Regions from separate parts of the Oryctolagus cuniculus genome. Here regions 1 and 3 are each linked to region 2. Evidence: chromatin contacts called from public Micro-C data. All regions are on one chromosome and are shown on one strand. The core of a region is the stretch at or near the end of the contact, and the rest is flanking DNA. Distances in the headings are between cores, read along the strand shown. Region 1 holds the start of TP53INP2 (tumor protein p53 inducible nuclear protein 2). Region 2 holds the start of DYNLRB1 (dynein light chain roadblock-type 1). Region 3 holds the start of AHCY (adenosylhomocysteinase).

The links. Hi-C and Micro-C count contacts between places; a contact is called where the count stands out from the background.
Region 1: a contact with region 2 is called in a Micro-C map of ear pinna, with 4 times the contacts expected there. The contact joins the promoter of TP53INP2 here to the promoter of DYNLRB1 in region 2. A contact is called at or near these places in 2 of 6 Hi-C or Micro-C datasets (ear pinna and an unstated tissue).
Region 3: a contact with region 2 is called in a Micro-C map of ear pinna, with 4 times the contacts expected there. The contact joins the promoter of AHCY here to the promoter of DYNLRB1 in region 2. A contact is called at or near these places in 2 of 6 Hi-C or Micro-C datasets (ear pinna and an unstated tissue).

The regions. Positions count from the first base shown.
Region 1 is chr11:23,397,698-23,400,661 of mOryCun1.1, reverse strand. TP53INP2 (tumor protein p53 inducible nuclear protein 2) reads left to right here and starts at 1,283. Exons shown (of 4, transcript XM_070051952.1): 1 at 1,283-1,517. It overlaps LOC138844315 (a long non-coding RNA gene), which reads right to left and starts at 1,675. Exons shown (of 2, transcript XR_011379942.1): 1 at 1,530-1,675.
Region 2 is chr11:23,578,400-23,581,684 of mOryCun1.1, reverse strand. DYNLRB1 (dynein light chain roadblock-type 1) reads left to right here and starts at 1,483. Exons shown (of 4, transcript XM_002710795.5): 1 at 1,483-3,285.
Region 3 is chr11:23,776,415-23,779,434 of mOryCun1.1, reverse strand. It overlaps AHCY (adenosylhomocysteinase), which reads right to left and starts at 1,610. Exons shown (of 10, transcript XM_002710796.5): 1 at 1,402-1,610. The coding sequence starts at 1,429. It overlaps LOC103348190 (a long non-coding RNA gene), which reads left to right and starts at 1,757. Exons shown (of 3, transcript XR_007919648.2): 1 at 1,757-1,934.

The DNA of each region.
Region 1 (2,964 bases), core at 34-2,533, 180 kb after region 2:
AGCCAATCGGGGACACAGTTAGGCCTCGAACTCAGATCTCTGGTGGTGGTGGGGGGGGGGGGGTTGACACATTCTGGGGTTTAGATCACCTGGTGCATGGAGAGATTGAAGACGGCCAGGGCCAGAAGCTATAGGTTCGAATCTTGTGTGTGTGTGTATTTAAAGAATTTATTTATTTGAAAGAGTTACACAGAGAGGGAGAGAGAAACAGAGATCTTCCATCCTCTGGTTTACCCCCCAGATGGCCACAATGGCCAGGCCTGGGCCAGGCTGAAGCCAAGAGCCTGGTCTCCCATGAGTGCAGCCAGGGCCCAAGCAGTTGGGCCATCTTCCGCTACTTTTCCCAGGCCATAGCAGGGAGTTGGACTGAAAGGGGAGCAGCCAGGACTCGAAGTGGCATCTCTTTACCAGCTACACAGGCCCCGGGGTTCACGTCCTGACTCTGGTGTTGACTATAGCCTACTTACTCCGGGAAGTCACTTATGCTCTCTGAGTTTGTTTCCTTAAGTGTAAAATACCCACTCTGCGGGGTTGCTGTGAAGTTCAAGCACCACGCCACAGTGTCTGGTTCACAGGAAGTGGTCGGGGTCTGCTGGTGGTGTGCCTGTGGTAATGACCGCTAGTGCATAACGGCGTGTGAATTCACACAGTAACAGTGAGATGTGTGAGTCTCGTCGTCTCCATACGTCAACCCAGCCCTAGAGGCAACGTGGATCAAACAGCGTGTGCAAACGCACCAGCCCAGCCCGGGCGCTAAGTCAACAATTCCTCTCCAAGTCCTACTACCTGCCCAGGAGCTCCGCAGGAGCGGAGAAAGGGGACAGCCCCTCCTCCCCGTCTTGCTCAGCTGAGGCAGAGGGAGTGGGAAACCAGGGACGCAGGGGGCGAGCAGGGCGTGGGGGCAGCGTGGGGCGTGGAGGGGCACGGACGCGGCGTGGAGTCCAGGACGAGCGCAGCTCCGGGGACTTGGACACAGGGTGCAGGCCAAGGACGCGAGCGCAGAGGGAGGGGGGGAAGGCGCGGCGACCCGCGTTAGCAGTGCGAGATCAAGGTCACCCGGGGCAAGCAGGGGGGCCGTCCTCACGGGCGGGGGGGTTCCTAGCTACCGGAAGCGGCCTGTCCCGGGCCCCCGGGGCTCCGAGCACCGCTCGCATGCTCGCCCGAGCCGCTGCACAGCAGCCGGCGAGCCGCGGCGGGGGCGGGCCGAGGGGGGGGACCCGCAGCCTGGGATTGGTCGCCGGGGCGCCGGCCGTGACGCGAGGCGGGCGGCCCCTTTGTGACGTCACAATCAGCTGTTTGAACGTTCCAATTTGTGCCGTGAGCCGCGCCGCAGCGGCCGCACAGGCTTCCAGCCCCGTGGGCGAGCGCCGCAGCTCCGAGCGCCCGCCGCCGCCGCCGCCTCCCCGCCCGCCGCCCGCGATGCAGCCCGGCCTGTGAGCCGCCGTCGAGCCCTGGGACGCCCCCGCCGCACAACTACCTCAGCACCGCCCCGCCCGCTGCACCGCGCAGGTGCCCAGGTGAGTCCCTACCGATTAGGATCAGGGGGCTCCTGGCGCCCCGGGACACGCCCTGCGCCCCCCGCGTCCCGGCCTTTGTCTGTCTCCGCCGGCGGCCGCGGGGGCAGCGTTCCCGGCTCCCGATTGGCTGCCGCACGCCCAGTAGACCGTGACGTCTTCGTATTTACATATGACATTGAGACGTCACCAAGGCCAGCCCCGCCCCTTTCCCCCAGATTGGGTCGCCTGTCCTCCGGTGACCCGGTGGGCGCTGTGTCAGGGCCGGAGCTTGGGTGAGGGACGCCGACAGGCAAGCGAGCCGGGGAGGGGGTCTCGGCAGTTTCCTGGGCTAACTTGAGGGCTGCCATCGGGTCTCTGACCCCCAACTTTTCTTCTTGCTACCTGCCGGGGGTCGGACGGCGCTGCTGGGCTGGGGGGTTGTCGGGGACTCGGGGCGGGCTCGGACTCCAGGTGGTTGGGGACGGCACCAGATGGTGGCGGAATCCCCTCTGTCCCCGCTCCAGGCTCCGCCCCTCAGGGACTAAACATCCTCCTAATCCCTGACTGGTGTGCTGCGCTCGGCTGACGTCAGTGCCAGCCACCAAAGGAAGGGTCTCAGACCCCATTTCGTGGGAGGGGAGACTGAGGGGAGGTGGCTTACTCGAGACCACATGTCCAGTTAGAGTGACAGGTGCGTTATCCACGGGCAGACACAGTGGGTGGTGGGTGCTCAGCACCAGTTAGTTACCTGCTGCCCACCCTCCCGCTGGGGAGCTTCTCCTATAGGGCGCCCAGCTCGCCTCACTCCTGGGTCTTTGTCCAGGAAACCTCTGGGGACAGGGTCCCCTTTTGTGGCCCTGACCCCGTCTGTCCCCTCTCTATGATAGAGTCCCAGCTGCTTCCCAGCTGCTCTGACCACTGGCCGTCAGGGTGTCTCTGGGCTAATGTTGGTTGGGTGGGGGGTGGAGGGTGGGGTGAGGGCTCTCTGAACTGGCCCTTCATCGCCTCGCTGACTCCCAGGGTTGTCAGCAGGAAGGACAGGACCCTGGCAACTGCTGGTGATTGCAGGCTTTCCGCCACCTTTCTCTCGACTCGCAGGGCTAACAGAAGCCTCTGACTTCCCAAGAGGATGCGCCTGGAGGTGCCACCGGAGCCCCGTCCCACCCTGGGCTTTGCTCAAGATGGGCCGGGGTAGAGGTGGCTTAGGGCTCAAGTGCTATTCTGGGCACAGCTGCTGTGGTTATTAAAGGGGAATGATTCTCCCTGGAGCAGAGCTGGGAATCTGAGAACCAGGAAGCTGGCAGGGCTGGGAAAGAAAATCCAAGAGGCTCGGCTAGTGGTCAGGAGAGGGGGCGGGCACTGGCTGGCTAGTGCTGCTGTCGCTCCTGACCTGTCACTGACTTGCTGCAGGACCTGGGGCAGGAAGCGTCTCCCCTGAGCCACCCTGACCTCAGTGTGTGCTGAGGAG
Region 2 (3,285 bases), core at 234-2,733:
TCTTTAGTGTTTCCGTTTCCGAATGCCCTCCAGTCCCGTCTTCTCTCCTGCTTCAGAATGATCTGTGGAATAGATCTCAGGCCTCTCCTCTGCTTAAATTCTTAGGTCACCACAGACTAAACTCCATTAACTTTTTTTTTTTTTTTTTTTTTTTAATTTTTGACAGGCAGAGTGGACAGTGAGAGAGAGAGACAGAGAGAAAGGTCTTCCTTTGCCGTTGGTTCACCCTCCAATGGCCGCCGCGGCTGGCGCGCTGCGGCCGGCGCACCGCGCTGATCCGATGGCAGGAGCCAGGAGCCAGGTGCTTTTCCTGGTCTCCCATGGGGTGCAGGGCCCAAGCACCTGGGCCATCCTCCACTGCACTCCCTGGCCACAGCAGAGGGCTGGCCTGGAAGAGGGGCAACCAGGACAGAATCCGGCGCCCCGACCGGGACTAGAACCCGGTGTGCCGGCGCCGCTAGGCGGAGGATTAGCCTAGTGAGCCGCGGCGCCGGCCCTAAACTCCATTAACTTGTAAGTCTGACAGTCAAGGTTGTTAGTCCTACCTCCAGGTGCCTGTACACCTTCATTTTGGCTCCAGGCACATAACTTCAATATTGTCTTTTCTGCTTCTGGAATTGTGATCTTTCGTAGGGTCTGGTTCTGCAGGTGCACGGTAGCAGTGATCGTCCTGGGCCTGTCTTCCAGCATGTTTTGGGGTCCAGTCACTGCAGCACTTCTTCCCTTGCTAAACGAGTTCCTGATGTTTCCAGCATTTGATAATCAGTCCTTGGTATCCAAGTCTACAAAGTTTTATTTTGCAATAATTTTTGCAGAACTCCTGCTTCACCCAGCTTTCTCCAATGGTAACATCCCACATAGTGGTGGTACAGTTATCAGAACTGGTACATTAACACTGGTAAAATTACACTGAACTACAGTCCTTATTCAGATTTCACCAGTTTTTCCACCAAATGATATTTTTCTTTTTTCCTTATAAGGTTTCTTCCAGTCTATGACAGCTCCTCATTCATCCCTTGTCTTTAATGGCCTTTAGATTATTTTATTTATTGGAAAAGCAGAGAAATATCTCCCATCTGCTTGTTCACTTTCCAAGTGCCAGCAACAGCCAGGGCTAGGCCAGGCCAAAGCCTGGAGCCAGGAACTCTACCAGCTTCCCCTACGTGGGTGGCAGGGACCCAACTCCTTGAGCCATCACATACTGCCTCCCAGTGTACACATGAGCAGGAAGCCAGAATTGGCATTAGAGCTGGAGCTGAAACCCAATGCACTCCAATGTGGGATTCAGGCATCTCGGTCAACATCTTAACTGCTGTGTCAGTCGCCCACCTGACCTTCAGATTTTTGAGCACTGATCAGATGCCTTGTAAAATATCCTTCAAATTGAGTTTAACTACATTCCTCATTATAAGGCTCTTGAATTTTGTGAAAAACAATGAGGAGGTGATGTGCCCTTAGCTCTTCCCATTATCAGTCATTTTTTTTTTTGACAGGCAGAGTTAGAAAAGTCTGCCTTCCGTTGGTTCACGCCTTAAATGGCCGCTACGGCTGGCGCACCGCGCTGATCCGATGCCAGGAGCCAAGTGCTTCTCCTGGTCTCCTATGGGGTGCAGGGCCCAAGCGCTTGGGCCATCCTCCACTGCACTCCCTGGCCACAGCAGAGAGCTGGCCTGGAAGAGGGGCAACCGGGACAGAATCCGGCACCCCAACCGGGACTAGAACCCGGCGTGCCGGCACGCGCAGGCGGAGGGTTAGCCTAGTGAGCCGCGGCGCTGGCCCCATTATCGGTAATATTATCTTGATGCTCAGGTGGCATCTGCTAGGTTTCTTGGCTGGAAAGTCAGTCTCCGATCTGTTAACTTCCAGACACCCCTGCAAGGAGCACCAGATCCTTTCCCACTAGGCGCAGGCTCCCGTGGATTGAAAAATTTGAAGTTAAATCATCAGCCTTGCCTTCAGCAAGCTCCAGGGTCTTGAAATAACAGCATTTGTAAAGTAAGGAAGCCAATACTCATTATGCTAAGGCTACTGGAGATAACATTTGAAAAGTGTTCTGGGGGTGGCGCTGGCGTGCAGCGCCAGCATCCCGTATGGGTGGGTGCCTGTTCATGTCCTGGCTGCTCCGCTTCCAATCCAGCTCTCTGCTATGGCCTGGGAAAGCAGTGAAAGATGGCCCAAGTCCTTGGGCCCCTGCTACCCACGTGGGAGACCCAAAGCCTGGCCCAGTGTGGGCCATTGTGCCCATCTGGGGACTGAACCAACAGATGGAAAATCTTTGTCTCTTCCTCTCCAACTCTTCCAAATAAATATTTTGTAAAACGTTCTGCATAGTAATGTGGCAAAAGGTTTTAACCGCGTTATTTCCTGCAGGAAGACACAGAAGTTTTTGTAGCCTGTTGGAGAAGACGGTTTAAAAAGCGGGAAAATGGCACAACATAAGGCTCTAGGAAGAAGTGTCCCCTTTTTTAAAGATGAGAAAGTGATAAAAGGAGATTCAAGTGGTGTCTCCAAGTAACACATGTGTAGTGAGACGGGGCTGGGATTCCTAGGTCTGTGGACGCCCATGCCAGCCCTGACCTAATTCATGGAACATTCCCACGGGGGTTGGCCTGGAGACTCCAGCGATGTCGGGCCATTTGCAAGGTGTCAGCACATTTGGGCTTCGCACTGCTTTGGGCCTCATTCTGGACGGCTCAGCAAGGTCTGCCTGCTTTCATAATCTGTCATCTTCCACCCCGGGTTTCCCAAACTGCTCAGGCCTCTGCTGGAGTTGAAAGCCGCTTCCGACACCGAGAACCAGCATCCTTTCGCCACAGCCGTCGTCAGGAACTGTCCATTGCTTGAACGTCCATTAGACTTCGCTTTGGGAGGGCGGGAGAGCAAATTTTCCACAGGCCGGGGAGGTGGGGGGGGGAGCTCAGAACGGCTCCCATCAGCACCTGTTTGTGTTCCTGATGCTGCTAATGGCCTGAGAAAGCAGTGGAACCCGCCGCGGTGCTTGGGCCCCTGTACCACGAGGGAGACCCGGAACCCCTGGCTTCTGATCGGCCCAGCCCGTTGAGGCTATTTGGGGAGTGAACCAGCGATTGGACAATCTCCCTGTATGTCCCTCTGTGAAATTCTGCCTTTCAAATAAATAAAAAGTCTTAAATAAAAAAAAAAAAAAAATAGCTCGGCGCTCCCCGCCCGCCCCGTGCTGGCTCCTGATAGGCCCTCGAACCTGTCTGTTTTGACGTGCTGCGCAGGCGCAGAAAGACAAGAGACTAGGCTGTGTGTTCGCGAAGC
Region 3 (3,020 bases), core at 361-2,860, 200 kb before region 2:
AAGACGGGGTCTGGCACATGGCAAGCCCTCCTCCACCCAAAGGCGTCCTTCCTCTGTCCCTACTCAGCCAAGCTCTCTCGCCTCACCTCCAGCCACACTCCACTGCCCGCACCCTTACCCACCCATCTCTCTCCACACGAAGACAAGTCCCCCTTCCAGTTCTGTCACTAATGTGACCTTGACTTGACCTCTCTGGGTTCAGTTCCATCCCCCACACTGGGTGAACAGCATTTTAACAGAACCTTTCCAAGTTACTTCCGTTCAGGGCGTTTCTTCCTTTGCATCACAGGCGCCTGTCCGCCTCTATAAGGATCATTCTTCAGGCCCGCTGCACGTGCTCCATAAATATCTCACGCCTTTGGCCGGGCAGCCGCTAGCTAGCCGAACAGGATTTTGCTGAGAGCTCAGTAGGGCTGTTCCCGGGTGTATACTCCTATAAGGAGACTTCAAAAAGTCCTTGGAAAACTGAATGCAAATAAGTTTATTTTGGTGCAAAAACTTCTCAAGTCCGTGCTTAAGGTGAAAAGGGCACACCTAAGAGGTCTGGATGGCTTGGGTTCGAATCCTGCTCCACCACCTCCGGCTTTAACTGTTTGCACTTTACTCCCATGTCCCAGAATCCTCATTGTAAAAGCAGATTAGTCCCCACCCCAGAGAGCTCTGAGAACAAACTGAGTTACTCTAGAATAAGCCTAGAAGGTAGTGCCAGTCCCACAGTTAAACGCTCAGCAAACGTTAACCGTCACTACAATCCAGGAAGGACTTTTCTAACGACTCGAAACTTTCTTTGACTCCCTGCATGCCTGTCCCTGTCGCCTGGGTGGAGGAACGGCACAGACTGAGTAGCCTAAAGTTCCCCGTGTGTGGACCCCTGCCAGGGTCGGCTCGCTGGCCAGGCCTCCCCTCCACACGCACTTCGGAGCTCCAGCGCCCTCGCCTTCCCTGCAGGAGGCCAGGAAACGGGTGGGCTCTTGTCCAGGGACCGGCCAGGTCGAGCAGGCTCGATCCGCGGCACCGGCGCATTCCAGCAGGTGCCCGCAGTCCCAGACCACTGCCAGGTGGTTTTCCCACCCCGCCCCCGCCGCCTCCCGGCGACCATGCCGCCAGTTCGCGGCTCCGCAGCCCGCGCGGAGGTACGGGGCGTCGCGGGGCACGCCGGGACTTGTAGTCCGCGGCCGCCTCAAACGACCAGCTCGCCGCGACGCGATAACTCCAACCCCCAGGCGGCCTCGCGCGGCCAGAAATGCGCCGAGCCTGCGATTCCAAGGGGTCCTGGGCACCTTGGGTCGGCCCTGAGGCCGCCACCCACAACAAACCCCGGGCTGGCCCCGTAGCCGCCGCCCAGGAGAAGTCCCGGCCGGCGCAGGGTAACTGCGGCTGACCACAAATCCAGGAACTCACCGACTTTGTAGGGCAGTTTGTCAGACATTCTGGCGGTGTTGCTGCACGCGGTGATGGACACGGGCGAAAAGGGGATCAGGCCTAGAGCAGAAATCAGGCACTGGGCTGGCGGCGCGGGGCAGGAATCTGCGCGTGGCGCCGGCGCCTTTAAATATCTTCCTCGTTTTGCATATTCATGAGTCCCGCTGAGGCTGAGCCCGAGGGGCGGGGCCCACGCACGGGGGCGTGGCCAGAGTGAACTTCGATCCCTGCTCCGGACTCTGAATTTTGTCCAGTGCTATCGATCGACCTTCGGCTCGGCTTCCCCAAGGGACACCTGGCCATTGTTCCTTTCATTTATTCTGCCTCTGATTCCAGGGCCAAAATCAGGAGGAACTGAACTTCCAGCCAGTTCCCTTTCTCGAGCTTCGATTTCCCCACCTGTAAAATGGGCGGAATGATACCTCCCCCACAGATTTTAGACAGAGCCACAGTATGCCACGGATGTGGCACACCCCAGATCTCCCCTGCCGCACGCAATCACCACCCTGAGAGTAAGTACATGTGCATGCATTTCTTTATACATTAAAACAATTCATAGGCTTATGTGTTTAAAACCTTTATGTGTGGTACCTACCACAGTTAGCTTTGTGCTGCTTGCTTTTCTCTGAGCATTATGTTCCTAAGAGTCATGCATATAATTTGCGCATGTTTGTATTTGCTGCCTACAGTACTTCGGTGTCTCCATACCATGATTTATTTGTTCTATCTGGCTGACGTTCAGGCTGTGTGGTGTGTCGCTCTTGCATAGATGGAGCCATGAACATGCTGCCCTTGTCTTCTCACGCCCGTGAGTGGGTTTCTCCGGGGCCCGAGTGTACCCCGGGGTGGAGTTTCTGGGCCGATGGTGCATCCTTAGCTTTTCCTACATGCTGCTTTCCACGGTGGCTTTGTCACAGGCAGTGCCTGAGAGCGCGGGCTCGGCCACATCTCTGTTACCTCTCATTGTCTGACAAGCTGTTGTCCAACTCGTGGAGTGAAAAGTCTCTCTTGGGTTTTTGTTTTTGTTTTTGTTTTTGATAGGTAGAGTGGACAGTGAGAGAGAGAGAAAGGTTTTCCTTTTCCGTTGGTTCACCCCAAGATGGCTGCTATGGCTGGTGCGCTGCGCTGATCTGAAGGCAGGAGCCAGGTACTTCTCCTGGTCTCCCATGGGGTGCAGGGCCCAAGCACTTGGGCCATCCTCCACTGCACTCCCTGGCCACAGCAGAGAGCTGGCCTGGAAGAGGGGCAACTGGGACAGAATCTGGCGCCCCGACCGGACTAGAACCCAGTGTGCTGGTGCCGCTAGGCGGAGGATTAGCCTAGTGAGCCACAGCGCCAGCCTCTTGGGGGGTTTTAATTGGCCACCTGAAGCCCTTTAATTTCTCTCAGCCCCATGCCCACTCTTCCCACTTTCACCCCCATCTCCTCCCTCTGCTTCTCAAACTTTTGTCCCCACCCTGAGTGTGCACTTTCCCATCTCCAGTTTGGCCCTCAGCTGTGTAGCCTCGGCCCCCAGTCTCCACTGAAACTGCTCCAGCTGAGGTCATCAGGGAACCTGCTGGGAATTTTTGTCGTCAGCACTACTTTTTATTTTATTT